2 separate regions of the Triticum aestivum genome follow, and region 1 is linked to region 2. Evidence: chromatin contacts called from public Hi-C data. All regions are on one chromosome and are shown on one strand. Each heading gives the region's core, a stretch centred on a gene start, on an enhancer-like site or on the middle of the called end of the contact. The rest is flanking DNA. Distances are from core to core; before and after follow the strand shown.

Region 1 (3,424 bases), core at 877-3,376, 410 kb before region 2:
TGATTATGATTGCCTCTACGGACTAAACCCTTCGATTTATATAGACACCGGAGGGGACTACGGTTGTACAAAGTCGGTTTACAGAGGAAGAAATCTACATATCCGAACGCCAAGCTTGCCATCCACGCAAAGGAGAGTCCCATCCGGACATGGGAAGAAGTCTTCTGTCTTGTATCTTCATAGCCCATCAGTCCGGCCCATGTCATGTAGGTCGGATGCCCGAGGACCCCTTAATCCAGGACTCCCTCAACGGGCTCTTTGGAGCCTCGTCCTCGACGCACTTGAGCCTGACCGGGAGGCCGGCGATCTTGCAGAGTTCCTGCACGCTTGAGCCACTCGGGTTGGCCGCAAAGAGGCGTTTATTCTGGCTTATCTTCGCGGCTATGACTTGGACCTTTTAAAAGACTCGCAATAAGATGATGATTGAACGAATCTTCCCGCGACAGACTTCTGACTCGTTCTTTAAATTTCTTATGTTCTTGCAGCTCTGGCATCCGCTTGCTAGGCAGTCGGACTGTGATCACATTGGACTTATGTTGGATGCACTTCTGAATTCAGCGCGCCGCTTGTCCGCCTCTTAGGGATGCTTCGTCGTTTGCCACTCGGGGGCCTTTCCTGTTTATTTTTTCTTTTCTTGGGTTTGATTATACTGTGACTCCAGCCGTTGTGTTTACTATCTGGACTGTTGTATGGATATTACTTTATCAATAAAGCGGGGTAAAAGACTAATTCAAGGAGATGAATAGATTGGAAGTCAGTAGAGGGAGTACCTAGCTAGCTACCTAACAGAACGGAATGGAGGGAGGCACGGAGCATGGCATTGTGGCATTAACAAAACAGGAAAATAGAAACCGTAAAAGAAAAGAAAAAAAAGCAAAAAAGCATGCTCGTGATCCATAAGAACACGGTGGCCCCTGCAGGCGGCATGCAGCAACGACGGGCTGAAACAGAACACCACCGAGGTCTGTGGCTCGCAGCGCAGCCACCTCGGCTCATGCATGCATGGGAACTCGGAGCCCGCAACGCACACAGCGCCCACTAGTAGACTGAGCCGACCCGGACCCGACGGTCCAGCAGCGCTCGGCACGTCGCGCGCATGGCCGCCGGAGACGCGCGCGGGCGACGCGTCTAAGGCGGCGGCCTGCTCCTCCGTTCCCGGAGCAGCCCGGGCCGTTCCCACGTGTTGCCGCGTTGGCGAGCGCGCGTTCACGGCGCCGGCGTCGCCTTCTAGACCCGTCCAGAGTTTCCGTACCTTTCGTGTGCCCCGCAGGCCGCGCGGCACCACCTGTCTCCACGTAATCCGCCCAATCCAAACCCAACGAGTTCCCCGCCCGAACACACGGCCACGGCGCTATCCGTCACGTGCGGAACGCGCGAACCAGCCAAACCGGTTGCACTCTATATCGCTACGAAGGGAGAAAAATCTTCTGCTGCTTTTCTTCAGACTGTTGCTTGAAGAAAATAAAATATCTAAAAAATCAGTTGTCTCTGACGAGTTGCGAGCCAAGGAGGACACCATCATGACCGAGACAATCATGATGAGGATATCTGGATGAGGAAATTTGCACTAGTTCGTTCAGCTCGAGTTCAATCCCTCCGACGCGGAGCCCAGTCACGCGGCACAGACAGAGGCAGACAGGAACGGGGCGCGCGTCCCACGGAGACCTAACTAATTGCGACCACTAAAATAAATCAATCAATAAAGCTGACACCACAGGCGTGACGAGCGATTAGCCAGTGATCACGGCATTGCTTATGTTAGTTGATGCGTCCCGCATTGCGGGTCCTCGTCACACCCACCCGTCCACCACCGGCCAGACAGCATTTTCAGCACCCACATGCGTCTGGCACTCTGGGTTCTGCTTCTCCATGTCTTTTCTCCTGCACACTGTCGTCAAGTTAGTTTAGTACACCGTGCTTTTGTTCTCTTCCGTAGTTGTAACTGCGAAGGAACTACTCCTAATGATAACAATCGGATTAGAGTGAGGCCATCTATCTGCCTTGTGCCGCAGGGCGGTAACTCTGAGCCGGCGCGCGAATATCCCCATGCCATCGGCGTGGCCCCTTATCCCCGTGACAGTGACGTGGACCCCCCTGGGCCGATATTTTTATAAGCTCCTCGGCCGCTCTGTGGAGCTCAGCCATTCGCCCTCGGACATCGCAAGGCACGCACGCCGTATCAGTTCATACTCACACGCGCAACGGTAGCATCGCTCGTGATAGCACTGCAACTTGGGTGGCGCTTTGTCTTTGATCTCAGTCCGGAGGGAAGGGATTGGTCGAGCCACCACTTGCCAGCGATGGAGAGCTGCAGCTTGGTCGACACGGCCGCCGCCGCCCTCTGCTCGACGGCGGGCGGGCGCCGCCGCGGCAGCGCCGGAAACACCATGAGGTTCTTCAACTGCTCCAGCTCATCCAGAGGTACGGCCGGCTCCTATCTGTCACTCCGTCAGCCAGTCACCGCCTATGTGCGTAGTTTTATGCCTGAATCGCGTGAGCTCACTCGCTGTGTTGCTGCTGTGCAGAGCACGGGGTGAGCGCGTCCTACTCCATCGGCCGGATGCTGAGCGGGGTGAGGTCGGCGGCGCGGAGGAAGCTGTTCCGGAGCGAGCCCGAGTGGATGGGCGTCAACTTGCCCGACTCCACCGGCCACCATTGGTGGACCACCCTGGAGAACAACTTCGTGCTGGAGGCCTCCGAGGACGAGTACGGCGGGGTCGTCGTCGACGCCGACAGGCTGCCGTCCGACGAGGCCGCCTTCGCCCGGTCGCTCGCGGCGTCCCTCTCCTACTGGCAGTCCGTGGTACGTGCACACATCGAGAGGGACAAAAAATGGGGGTTTGAAATACTCCAGTTCAGTAATTTATGAACTGTTCACTGCGATACTGAAATGCATCAGCAACTCACTGTCACTTGGTTCTGTTATTTACATGCGCCGTGATTCTTGCTGCAGGGAAAGAAAGGGGTGTGGCTGAAATTGCCAGTGGACCGATCTGAGTTTGTTCCCATAGCAGTCAAGGTAAGAATACTTCTGTAGTTGTATTGCTCTTCCTCTTTACTAGCCACTGAAATCAGTTGTCTGAACCTGGTGATAAAATATCCGTACTTCACTGAACTGATGCTATTTCCCTAAATCTTTGTGCAGGAAGGATTCAAGTACCACCACGCGGAGGAGGCCTACTTGATGCTGACGTACTGGATCCCCGACGAGCCGTCTCTGCTCCCAGCGAACGCTTCTCATCAGGTCGGCGTCGGGGGCTTCGTGATCAACGATCAAATGGAGGTAGGTCTCGCGCGCGCAGTGCTAGTAATGGTTTCGGTCAGAAGGGATAATAACTGAGGAAGTTCGTGTGTCTAATGGCATCTCCCTGAACAACCTGACAGGTCCTAGTGGTGCAAGAGAAGTATCGGGGCTGGGCGTTGG
Region 2 (3,436 bases), core at 279-2,778:
AATCTTTGTGTGGTCGTTCGGAAGAGGCTTCCAAGCATTTGATGTGTTGCATGAGCGCGTCTCCCCGGCATGGCGGTACTGGTGATCCTTTTTGGGCTATCCAACTCACTGATGAATCTTTCTATGAAGAGGCGAGTCGACGTCGGACTTTGGTAACTGGCCTCATGCATTGCTTTTCTTCGTGATGTCCACACTGCCCAAAGGGTCACGGTCATCTTCACGAAGTCCGCATGCCATAACGATTCCATCATGTTAAAGAGCCAAAGCTTCACATTGGGTTCATGTGACTCAACAAATGTGCCCAATCAATTCTTTGTCGCCCAACACATAAACACATCACACAACAGTGCAGTCTATCAAAGAATGCCTCCAAGAATCAGCACCACCACAAATTTGGCAAATATCCGTGTCGCACATCTTCCTATGGTGACACACATCCTTTGACGGAAGTGAGTGTTTTGCCATCCTCCAAAATAAGGCTCTGAAGTTACAGAGAGCCTGGGTGTTCCATAAAGATTTCCAACTATTCTCTTATGCCACGCCACTAGAAGTAGCTCCTCTCTGACCCAACAAATCACCCCTACATTTTCTTATACTGACCAACATGCAGTATGTCGATCTACCAGAAAACTATGCTTTCTTTTCAAATTGCCATGCCCAGAAATCAGTCAATGGAGTTGTGCAAAGGGGAGTGTTCTTTATCGCCTGAGCATTGTAGGGGAGAAAATATGTTGCAACTTATTATCTCTCCACACAGCCGAAGTGTTGTCAATCAGGTCACTGATAAATATAGGAGGATCGCTAGCCAGACAAGCAACTAGTCTCATCGATGCGTCTCTCAGGATCCAGTTTTTCGTTCATACCCTCGTGGTTGTGCCGTCACCGATGCGCCCAATGAAGCCATGTAAGAGTGCATCTCTACCCTCCAAGATAGACCTCCACACTTGAAATGGGTGAGACCCTAGGTCGGCATTGAGAATGTCAACACTTGGACAGCAGACGGCCTTGAGCAACCGGGCACAAAGAGATTCAAGCACGGTGAGAAGGCGCCATGATTGCTGAGCCAACAAAGCTAAGTTCAAGAGCTCGAGGTCCCTAAACCCCAAGCCGCCACATTTCTTCGGTTGAGTCATAGATCTCCAAGAAACCCAATGTGGTTTTCTCTACCCCTCTCTGTTTCCCCAGAAGAACTGACAAATAAGCTTATCCATTTTTTTCACACAGAACCCTTGGCAACTTAAAGCATGACATTGAGAAAACCGGAACAGCTTGCCATACCGATTTAATTAGATTTTTTTGCCCGCTGCTGGGAACAGTTTTTTTTTTGAGCAAATGCTGGGAAGTGGCCAAGTGGGAACAGTTTTTTTTTTTGAGAAAATGCCGGGAACAGCTGCCTTTGCTCAAAAAAATAAAAATAAAGCTAACCGGGCCTCGCGGACGGCATTGAGATGGGCTTCCTCCGTGACGGCGTGACCCGGCCCATGACCTTCTCGCTTTGCGCACCACCACAAAACCGACCGCTTCGTTGCTGAGTGCTGCGTACATCCCTCCCTCCCCAACCTGCTCGGCGCCGCCTCTCCTCTCCTCTCCCCTCCCGCCGCGCAGGGTTTTATTAGGGTTTAGCGGCGGCGGCGGCGGCGGCGACCGCGACGCCACCCCCATACCGCAGGCGATGGCTTCGATCGCGTCGCAGCTGCAGGCCATCAAGTCGGCCCTCGGCTCCACGCCGGAGTCGACTCGCCGGCCCATCACCCGGCCGTCCGTGCTCTTCGACGCCAAGGAGGCCGCCGACATCGACCTCCGCGCCATCCTCCCCATCGCCCTCTCTGGTGCCCACCCCTCACCCGACGAACACCTCTATCGATCTAAGCATACTGTTCCTTTGACATCATGTTTCCGTAGCTCCCTGTTCACTTGAACAACACTACCTTGGTATATTTGTTCGCTAGTTCAAGCGCGTATTACCAACCATTTTTCGATATGGTCGTTAGGCTCCTTGGTTATTCCAAATAATTGCCCCATGGTCACCCTAGCCCCTAGGAATTTATCCGTGATTCGTCAGCTGATAGAGTACACTGCACTGCACTATGTACATCAGAGCTACTCCTGAAAATTTTCAGAATTCTTCTAACTTTCACATCAAGCTACGCTAGTTTCGCATATGGAGGACTTGCACACACGTTTATGTTCCCTTGCAGTAATTGACTCGAATTGTGATATGTAGGTTTGGAGCATCTTACTGGTGTGGACGAGAGGTTTGCGAGGTACAGTAGCACGCTATTCAGCCAGACTAGCCTTGAGGTCAACCGTGAGCAGCAAACTCAAAAGGAAAATGACAAGCTAAACAAGTCCATCTCCTCCTACCTCCGCCTTCTAGCTGGCTATCTGCAGCTTCCAGCTGCCCTCAAGACGCTCGAGTACCTTATCCGCCGATACCTGTATGTACCAACCTTTAGCTACAATTCATCCCTCCCCGCGAGCTCTAGCCCGTTCTTCTGTATCTGACGGAAATGTTCATGCAGGGTGCATGTCTACAACGTGGATGAGTTGCTGCTGTGTGCATTGCCGTACCATGATACACATGCGTTTGTTCGGATTGTGCAGTTGGTCAACTTAGGGTGAGTGTCAGAGGTCCTGGTTTATGCTTGGTTTGTTCCCTTCATCTTTTCAATTCACTCAGTGCTTGGTTGATTTTGTGCGTTCAGGAATAGTAAGTGGACCTTTCTTGATGGTGTGAAATCCTCGGGTGCACCCCCGCCCAGGAGTGTTCTAGTACAGCAGTGCATCCGTGATACTTCTTTGCTGGAGACCTTTTCCAACTATGTAAGTTGGGCTGCCTTATTTTTTGTTGTAGTAGGATTATCCATTGCTTTTGAAGGTTTGTGCTTGATGTTTTTATCCATTACCAGGCGGCACCAAAAAAGGGTTTCCTTCATTCAAGGACAGTGGTGTGCTTTTGCACTGCAGTAATTGTGGAGTGCTTGGGAGCTATCCCCAAGCTTGATTCAAATATAGTGCAGAGGGTGGTGGGATATGTGTTCGACTCCCTTAATCCTGATATTGGGGCAGATCGAGATTATAAGGTTGGCTTGAAAGATGTGTAACTTATGTTATCCATTTATGCAAAATTGACATCTCAATGTTTGTTTAGCTATTCATTACGATTACAATGCTAAATAAAAATGAAGTCTGCATACTAATTTTTTATATTTTCTGAAATCCACCTTATGCTCTTTAAGCTATATCATTGTGATGGGTTCTTTTATAACCAGGCTGGCGCTCTGATGATTGTTGGAGTACTGGCAACACGAGCAACACTGGCACCAAAACTTGTTCAAGACTTAATTATCTTTGTTGCAAGGGCTGCACAGCATGATGCATTGGAGTCGGTTGATTTACCGTGGCTTCGTGTTACAGTAATGGCTATTATAAGTCT

What was found. A called contact is a pair of places that touch in the nucleus more often than the background predicts.
Region 1: a contact with region 2 is called in a Hi-C map of leaf, with 3 times the contacts expected there. The contact joins the promoter of LOC123054260 here to the promoter of LOC123054255 in region 2. A contact is called at or near these places in 2 of 5 Hi-C or Micro-C datasets (both in leaf).

What each region holds. Positions count from the first base shown.
Region 1 is chr2D:530,459,650-530,463,073 of IWGSC CS RefSeq v2.1, reverse strand. It overlaps LOC123054260 (nudix hydrolase 8), which reads left to right and starts at 2,126. Exons shown (of 9, transcript XM_044477990.1): 1 at 2,126-2,421; 2 at 2,526-2,803; 3 at 2,954-3,019; 4 at 3,146-3,283; 5 at 3,385-3,424. The coding sequence starts at 2,301.
Region 2 is chr2D:530,048,867-530,052,302 of IWGSC CS RefSeq v2.1, reverse strand. It overlaps LOC123054255, which reads left to right and starts at 1,528. Exons shown (of 38, transcript XM_044477985.1): 1 at 1,528-1,829; 2 at 2,225-2,438; 3 at 2,523-2,618; 4 at 2,706-2,823; 5 at 2,910-3,083; 6 at 3,273-3,436. The coding sequence starts at 1,673.